2 separate regions of the Mus musculus genome follow, and region 1 is linked to region 2. Evidence: chromatin contacts called from public Micro-C data. All regions are on one chromosome and are shown on one strand. The core of a region is the stretch at or near the end of the contact, and the rest is flanking DNA. Distances in the headings are between cores, read along the strand shown.

The links. Hi-C and Micro-C count contacts between places; a contact is called where the count stands out from the background.
Region 1: a contact with region 2 is called in a Micro-C map of muscle stem cells, with 5 times the contacts expected there. The contact joins two enhancer-like sites. A contact is called at or near these places in 5 of 484 Hi-C or Micro-C datasets (the HPC-7 cell line, adipose-derived mesenchymal stem cells, cortical neurons and 2 more) and 1 of 115 datasets of contacts at active chromatin or transcription factors (bone marrow-derived macrophages).

Annotation. Positions count from the first base shown.
Region 1 is chr9:75,421,367-75,425,336 of GRCm38.p6, forward strand. No RefSeq gene overlaps it. Among named protein-coding and RNA genes, the nearest start is that of 4933433G15Rik, 13 kb to the left of the region's middle. Within about 2 kb of position 1,290, at least 88 of the 459 cell types and tissues checked have an H3K27ac peak or open chromatin away from gene starts, as enhancers often do. A contact at or near this core is called in adipose-derived mesenchymal stem cells, bone marrow-derived macrophages, embryonic fibroblasts and 1 more, where this site is marked.
Region 2 is chr9:75,194,722-75,199,012 of GRCm38.p6, forward strand. It overlaps Myo5a (myosin VA), which reads left to right. Exons shown (of 41, transcript NM_010864.2): 32 at 1,405-1,479; 33 at 2,922-3,015. Among named protein-coding and RNA genes, the nearest start is that of Myo5c, 35 kb to the right of the region's middle. Within about 2 kb of position 1,855, at least 162 of the 459 cell types and tissues checked have an H3K27ac peak or open chromatin away from gene starts, as enhancers often do. A contact at or near this core is called in adipose-derived mesenchymal stem cells, bone marrow-derived macrophages, embryonic fibroblasts and 1 more, where this site is marked.

The DNA of each region.
Region 1 (3,970 bases), core at 40-2,539, 230 kb after region 2:
CTTCAGTCCCCTCACCTTTTTTATTTTATTTTTTTAAGATTAATTTATTATATGTAAGTACACTGTAGCTTTTTTCAGACACACCAAAAGAGGGCACCAGATCTCATTGAGTGACCATGTGGTTGCTGGGATTTGAACTCAGGAACTTAGGAAGAACAGTCAGTGCTCTTACCCTCTGATCCATCTCACCAGCCCTGAAATAGTTCAGGCTAGCTTCAAGCTTCCTATGTAGCCAAGGATAATCTTGGACTCCTCATTGTCCTGCCTCTACTTCCTGGGCACTGAAATTATAGGCATGTATTATCACACTGTACTGGCTGTTCCTGGTTGTCAACTTGACTACATCTGAACTACAATCCAGAATTAGAAATTTTGCCTGTGATCCTGATCTTGAGACTGAGAGAAGTTTCTGACCTTGATCTTGGCATGGAGATCTTGAGGCATGGTGGCTATGAATCCTAGGAGACTGAGGCGAGGAGATCTCCGAGTTCAAGGTCATCTGGGACAATACAAGTCCCAGATCCAGGGATGGTGGTACACACCTTTAATCTGGGCCACACCTTCTACTGGAGACCTACCTAAGGACATTGGAAGAAGGAAGACTCTTAAGACTCCTCTCCTGCTTGCCTTATGGGGCTGAGCAACTGCTAGATCCTTAGACTTCCAATCTGAGCTGCTACTGACCATTGTTGGGAAGTTGAACTACAGATTGTAAGTCATTAACAAATTCCCTTACTATATAGGGACTACCTACAAGTTCTGTGACCCTAGAGAACCCTGACAAATACACACACACATCTTGAAAATACTTTTTTTTAACACAAAGAAAGGATTAATGGCGAGAGAGAGGCCACACAGATCCCAGAAATAGCAAAATGGTAGATATAAGATGACACAGCCAGTTGAGTCAGCCTTTGTCACCAACCACACCATTGCTGGCACAACAGATCCGTGAGTGAAGTGAGCGTGTGGCAGAGTCAGGCTCTTCTTAGCTCAGTAGCACAGGCTCCTACTTACCAGAGCTTAACCGGTTACTGCTTCTACCTGTGTCCAGCTTGAGAGTGAGAGACCAGTGCTGGACTCCTGGTATGGTGTCACACCCCTAAGACACCATTTGGTAACACAAGCTGGAGACTTTGGAATCCTTCTTTAGTGAGTGATTCATTCTAACAGGAATGAACAAGTGTTTGGGTGAGTGTTTTTGATTGTCTCACCCCTCAGGCATCACCCTGGGGTTCTGGAATATTCCACTAGCATTGAATCTCACAGAGCATTGCATCAGACCAGAGGATTCAACTTGCAACAAAGAAGCTATGATGGTGAGTCCCTGCTATGGAATCTGTCTGTATTGCTCACAGGCTGCATCTGCACCTGCTTTGGTGCCTTACTCTGCAGAGATGGAATGCCTTTTTCCAGGTTGCATAGGGACAAAGAATAAAAACCTTTTATTATGATGCTATGCAGGGAGAATACGTGGTCCTGGGAGGCAAAGTATGGAAGTAGGGGCAAACCTGCTAGCATTCCTGGGTCCCATTCCCACTCCTGTCCTGATTCTGCAGAGCTCAGGGACCTGGTTCCTGAAGTGAGATGATCACCTTTTTCACCATCAGGTGATACAGCACAAGTCCCATTGAATAGCTAACAGTAGCTGTCGCCTGGGCATTCTCTGTGCCTGTATCTAGAGAGAAGGGGAACAGCCTCATGGGGAATATTACCCTCATCTTCAGGACCCTTCACATTCAATAGCTGATTAAGGTGTGGCCAGGGAACAGGCTTGGTGGGTAACAAGCTTGCTTTCTGGTTTTGAGCCTCAGAATCCATGTAAAAGGGCAGGTGTGGGAGCGTGTGCTTATAATGGTAAGACAGGATGATCTCACAACACACACTGACCAACCAGCCTATCCTACTTGGTGACTTCCAAACCAGTGAGATACCTATCTCAAAAACTAAGGGGTGGGAGTGAGTGGCACTCGCCTTTAATCCCAGCACTTGGGAGACAGAGACAGGTGGATTTTTGAGCTCAAGGCCAGCCTGGTCTACACAGAGAAACCAAAACGCCAAAACAAGTCTCTTGAGAACTTTTGCTGGATGGTGATGGCCCACACCTTTAATCCCAGCACTCAGGAGCCAGAGGCAGTCAGAGATGTCTGAGTCTGAGGCCAGCCTGGTCTACAGAACAAGTTCTAGGAGAACCTGGACTACAAGAAGAAACCCTGTCTTGAAAAACCAAAGAAAAACAGAGATCAAAACAATAAGGTCAATGGCTCCTGAAGGACAAACCTGAGGTCCCCCAACCTACATGTGACGTGCACACATGAGCATGCGAACTTGCACACACAAACGACACAATGACAAGCCCAGCCTCCTCAGTCCAGTTTGGGGCAATGCTGAGAGGCAGTGGAGTTCAGAGCCTCATGGGTCAGCTAAGGCTGCTGGCCTTCCTTACAGCTTGTGTTTCCTTCCCCAAGCCTGCTTCCCTCTCTTCCCTTCCACAGGTGTCCATTTCAAAGGCACGCCCTCATAAACATCCTGGATGCTAAGCTCTGACTCAGAGGCTCCTTCCTGCAGAGTCAAAGCTCTGAAGACGCCCTGTTGCCCCTGTAATGTGTTTTTCTTACTAATGAGAACGCCCAAGAGAATTCCAGAAAAAAAAAAACATCTAAATTGGGAATTTAACAGGTTTGCAGCTGATCTTCAGACTCCATTGAAGTTGTCACAGGTCTCAATAGTATCCTGTGTGTGTGTGTGTGTGTGTGCACTCTCATTGCTCTGGAATTCTCCAAGTGGGGAAGGCTCAGGATCTCCAGCTCTGAGATTACAAGTGGGCACCACTATGCCTGACTTTTCTACATGGTCCTGGGGATCGAATTCATCTTTGTATGCTTTCAAGGCAAGCACTTTACTGGCTAGTTTTCAAGACTATAGGCAACTTCTTTTTGCAGGATTTATTTTAATTTAGGCTTATCTTGCAATGTAGAAGCTGTGTGGTCAGAACCGAGTCCATTAGTTGTACCACCTGCCATACCTGGGTCTCTTCAGGTGCCATGGAATGCCATCTTCCAGGGTACAGAAACAGAAAGAATCAAAAGCTGGAGTTTTATCACAGAATCGGGTCATGCACCTTTGGACAAACTATCAGAGAAGCCACTACTCATAGCAGGTGACACATGACACTAATTTGTTCCATCACAGATGTGGGTAACTGTGGTCACTTGATTAGCTGGTGACTGTCAGGCTTCCCCACTGTGAAAATTATTTTTTTCCCTTTGTAATTAAGTGTTTGAGGGAACATTAAAGCTATGTGAATGCCCTACACTTCATCAGACTTCAGTGAGTTTATCCATCCCTTCACATCTGCATTGGTTGAAGGACTCCTATTTCATTCAGTAGGTTATGATCCATCCATCACTTCACTATTGTGTTGCTTATTTATTTGGTTATGGGACCAGGAAGAGCAGGCCTGGAGCAAGAGTGGAGTCAAGGCGTGTTCCAAACACTGGAAATGTCATCCTGAGGTCAGCAGGAGTAAGATGGATAGCCCCCTGCCTTGGACTTGCATATCCTGCTGAATGAAGTCCTTTGTCCCATTCCCCCACCTCCAACCCCCTCACCTCACTAGAGGAGGTTAAGTAGCCAATAGGCAGGCTAAACTTTCTTAGCGGCATCTGAAATTCTTGGTTCCCCCCACCCCCACCGCAGCCAATGATGTACACTCACCCTGACACCCCTTACTCACCCATCAAGGCGTTAAATCACCTTTGTTCCACCCAATAAACCAAACCCATTCTCCAAAGCTGTTCCTGGGTGTGCGTGTGTGTGTGTGTGTGTGTGTGTGTGTGTGTGTGTGTGTGTGTGTGTGTGTGTGTGTGTTTTACCGTCACACTGACCTGTTGTCAGAGATCCTGCCTGTACCCACTCTCACCAGCTAATCTTCTCTCCCTCCTGTCCATCCTGGTGCAAAATGAACCTG
Region 2 (4,291 bases), core at 605-3,104:
AATATCTTCTATATTTTTCTTTATCACATTTACATCTATGTAAATTTTACAGATATACTTATTGCATAAAAGTCAGTTAAAGATTATAATTATTCATTTTTGCATAAAATCTGTTCTCTAGTGACAGATGAAAAAGTAATACCTTTTAAGATCCACAGTAAGACGTGTCTGAATTTCTCTGAAGGTCTAATTCCATTAGTGATAACTGAGAGTACAGATAGTTCTCTACCACCATATGTTCACCCATATTTTACCTAGATTGGAAAAAGTGTTTTCTTTCCAGTCTACTGTGTGTATGAAGCTCCGTGGTAGGAGTTGGGGAGGAGCAAGGACGGTGCCTGTGCTCTTTCAGAGCAACTGCACCTTGATAGGGACGGCTTCTGAGTCAGAAAATGTTCTTCAAAAGTTATGTTTTACTCTCTTTGCTGATATGACTAACAATGCTGTTGATGATTAATTGATAAATATGTGGAATAATACTGACTGATCAGTGTACAGATTCTTTGCTTCTGAGTGATTGCCTTAAAATGCTGACAGTGTGTGAAATGGGTTTGTTTCTGGGTGGCAGATTCTAAATTTGTTCACTAAGTTAATCAAGTGTTGCTCACCCTTATAACTCTTCTGTACTATCAGTATTTTGTATCTAACTCAGAAATGAACAAACCTTACACTCAAAATAGAAGTCTCTGGTTAGTTTGTTTTAGGCTATCCTTTGCAGATCATCTGCTTGTGCCATTCGTTACACTGACTGCTAATTTGAAGAATATTATCAAAGTCAAGTGTATGAAAGGATATTCTTTCTCAGTTTTAATTACACATTTGTTAGGATTCACTTGAGCAGAATATTAAGGTAAGCACGTCTGGGCTTAGTGCTTCTGAAGTTTTGCTGCACATGAACACACACGCACACACACTGAACACACACCAGCACACATAGGAATGGCTTTCTTACTCCTCAGGTGCACAGGCTTCACAGGTCTCCCCATGCTGCCTCTCACCAGCTCCACAAGTTGCAAACAGGACCGGGGTGCTAGCAGTGCTCCTTCCTGCCTTTTTATGTCATTGCCTTCCTTGCCCTTGCTGCTCTGATAGTGACTGGACAAGCAGCAGCTTGAGAGAGTCACATGTGAGGGAGCAGTAAAATGCTGGGAACTGAAACGTCAGCCTTCTCTGGTCACTATGGTTCCCTGTTCTAGTGACAACATCCTGGCCATCACCTATTTCCACTGTTCATGTGAAATAGAGACTCATCTATACATGGTAATAGCAGGTGGCAAATTGGAACCTGTGAGTAGATATAGTTTCGTTACATGTGTTTTAAAGTATTTTTAAGTTAATTTTGCTGAGAGGTAGCACTTGCTCAAAGACACAAGAAACAAATATCCATTGTACCTGTTTTTTCAGTATTTTGAGGAATTATATGCAGATGACCCTAAGAAGTATCAATCCTATCGGATTTCACTTTACAAAAGGATGATTGTATGTAAAACACAGTGCTTTTCTGTTGTCCTCTGCTACTTCTAGCCTTCTCTAACTGAAGAGCACACTGCTGTCTGTCACTGCCCAGGAGGTCTCTTCAAAAATATTCACAAAATCTCTTCCCCCCACCCCCCACAGCTATCTTTAGCCAGCTATCTTTTGGTGTCCCGTGTCCACTGTGTTTGGTTTGTTGTTAACCCAAGGCTTACAGTGTGATGGAAGCAATTGATTTCAAAGATAGAGTCAAATTCAGGAAGCATAACCCAGCACTGGGAATGTGAGCAGCTGTTTCCTCAGAATCACTAGTCAGATGTCTGAGCCCAGTTCTGAGCAAGCTAGAGAATGAATCAGCATTATCAAATGCTGTTCTTCTCTAAGACTCAGTGGCAACCCCCAGCCAGCTCCACTGACTCATGTCTGACCTTTCGAAGCTTTCTTAGTCTGGTCATGCCCACTTCCCTCTTCCTGAGTATCTAACTGCCTGTCCTTGGAGAGAATTCTTTACTAAATAAAGCCAGTATCTTACCTTCCATTTAAAAACACAGGTTTTCTTTCTCTCTTTTTCACATTTTACATTAGGCACTCAAACTTCATTTTTTTTAAATATATATATTGTGCAAGATTTGTGGGTATCTTTTATTACCTGGCATTTGGGTCTTATGCCAGCAGAACCCCACTCCCACCCCGAGGCAAGCTTTCACTACAACCCAGGCGGGCCTTGAATTCTCTCTGACTTCCTGGTACTTGGGTTATAGTCATGTACCTTCATGCTATGTAGCAGAAAGTTCTTTATCCTTTTGTTGTTATTACTTTTTTGTTGTTTGATTTGGTTTTGTTTGGCTTGTTTTTTTAAGGCAGTCTCTATATGTAACTCTGGCTGGCCTTGAACTCACAGAGATCCACCCACTACTGCCTTCTGAGTACTTGAATTAATGGTGTATGCCAGAACACCTGGCTCAGCTTACTTTTAGTTTCCCCAACTTCTTCATGTTTCGTAGGCGTTAAGGCTGAGTTTAGAACAGGTAACGCATAGCTGTGCTTTACTCACGGAGGGTCAGTCTTTTCCTAAGTGCAGCTGTCCTCAGCTCTCACAGACCTTGTATGCACTCATCAGAGCTCATCTTTGCCCAGTCCCCCTCACAAGTGACAGTGAGTCTGAGATGTTTCCATAGGAGCCTGCTGGGAGGCTTCCATCACGCTGTAGGCTGTAGCTGTAAGGAGCTCACTGCAGTGTCAGCCTTGCCTTCACTCACCGCAGTGTCAAAGCCTTGCCATCACCGGAGCTGCACCTCCTTTGTCTGCCAGTTTGAGCCAGGCGGTGGCTCCACCTGCAGCTTTTATGTGAAACTAACAGTGTGTTGCTGTGATTCCATCTGTGCGCCCTTTGTGCCTGTGCTGAGCCTGTTCTCATCTTTCTGACATAATTCTCATTTTGATCCTAGGATCTGATGGAACAACTTGAAAAGCAGGATAAAACTGTCCGGAAACTGAAGAAACAACTGAAAGTCTTTGCCAAAAAAATTGGTGAACTAGAAGGTACTTAAACATTTTTTAACAGCATTTGTCAAATTTTATGTCCATTGCTAGTGACCTGGTAGAGAGTTACAGGTGAGTTTTTAGAGAAAATAATCAAAATTACTTTTGACAATCTTAACCTCTGCGGAATGAAAAATTCTTCTATGTATGGGAATAATTTTCCTAGTAACATAACAGTAAGTTACAAAGGGAGAAAATTCATTCAACAAACAGCTAACACATGCCAGAGTCTGCCCTAGTCAGTACAGCATGTGCTTAAGAGCAAGGATTCTAGAGCCAGCTTCTTGATTCAAGTCCTGTGCCTCTCTCCTACCTACTAGGCTCAGAATATGTGCGTGGTGCTGAGCCTCTCCATGCCTCAGTTTTCCCACATCCTCACTGGGAATGATAATGGTGCCTCTCAAACATGGTCTCTAAGAACTGAATGAGTTAATGTGGGCGGCACATCTGCAATAGCAACATACCTGCTACACACAATCTAATTGTTACCACTAGAGCTACAAAAGGGAATGTGGTAGAGTATCCTCAAAGAACTCACGACCTAATAAAAAAAAAGAAATTAATCAGGAAATATGAATTATAATTATAAAGAAACATGATTTTTAAAATCATTTCTATATAAAAAAGGTATGCTCCTTGAGAAAAAAATCCATGGAAGCATACTGCTGTTGTCCTGTGAGTTAGTCTGATCATCCAGCAAGTTTTATTGCGTGTGCCTAGGTGCTGGTGCAGTTGCAGGTGCTTGAGATCCAGCTGTGAGTGAGACCAAAGCAACCACTGAGTTCATTCCAGCCACCCTCTCACATCTCAAGGCACCTGAGGAACAGAACTTCAAAGATAAAATTCCCTTTAAGCCATTTTAACCACAAATGATGTGCTCATCCTGGCCATCTATCATATTCTCTACTTGTCATCTTTGTGACTCTCATGTGGCACAAAGGATAGAAAGAGCCCACCACTCCATCACACTGAGTCATAACTGTTCTTCCGTCTGTCTGGCAGTCCCAGTCAAGCCCTGCTCATTCTGTGGAACTAAAGGCACTTGTCACATCCTCAGAAGCATCCTGATCGCACCACCAACCTCAGGACCTGCTTTCTGTATTTGGTTCATACTTTCTATGGTTTTTCACTCTTAAATTTTTGGCAGTTTTTCTGTTTGAATTACTGGTTTCTATGCTTGACTAAGAGCTTTCTGGGCATGGAAATCACCTCTTATTTTTCACAGTTACAACAATGAACATAGTTTCTGACCTTTGATAACCCTTCTATTCTTGAC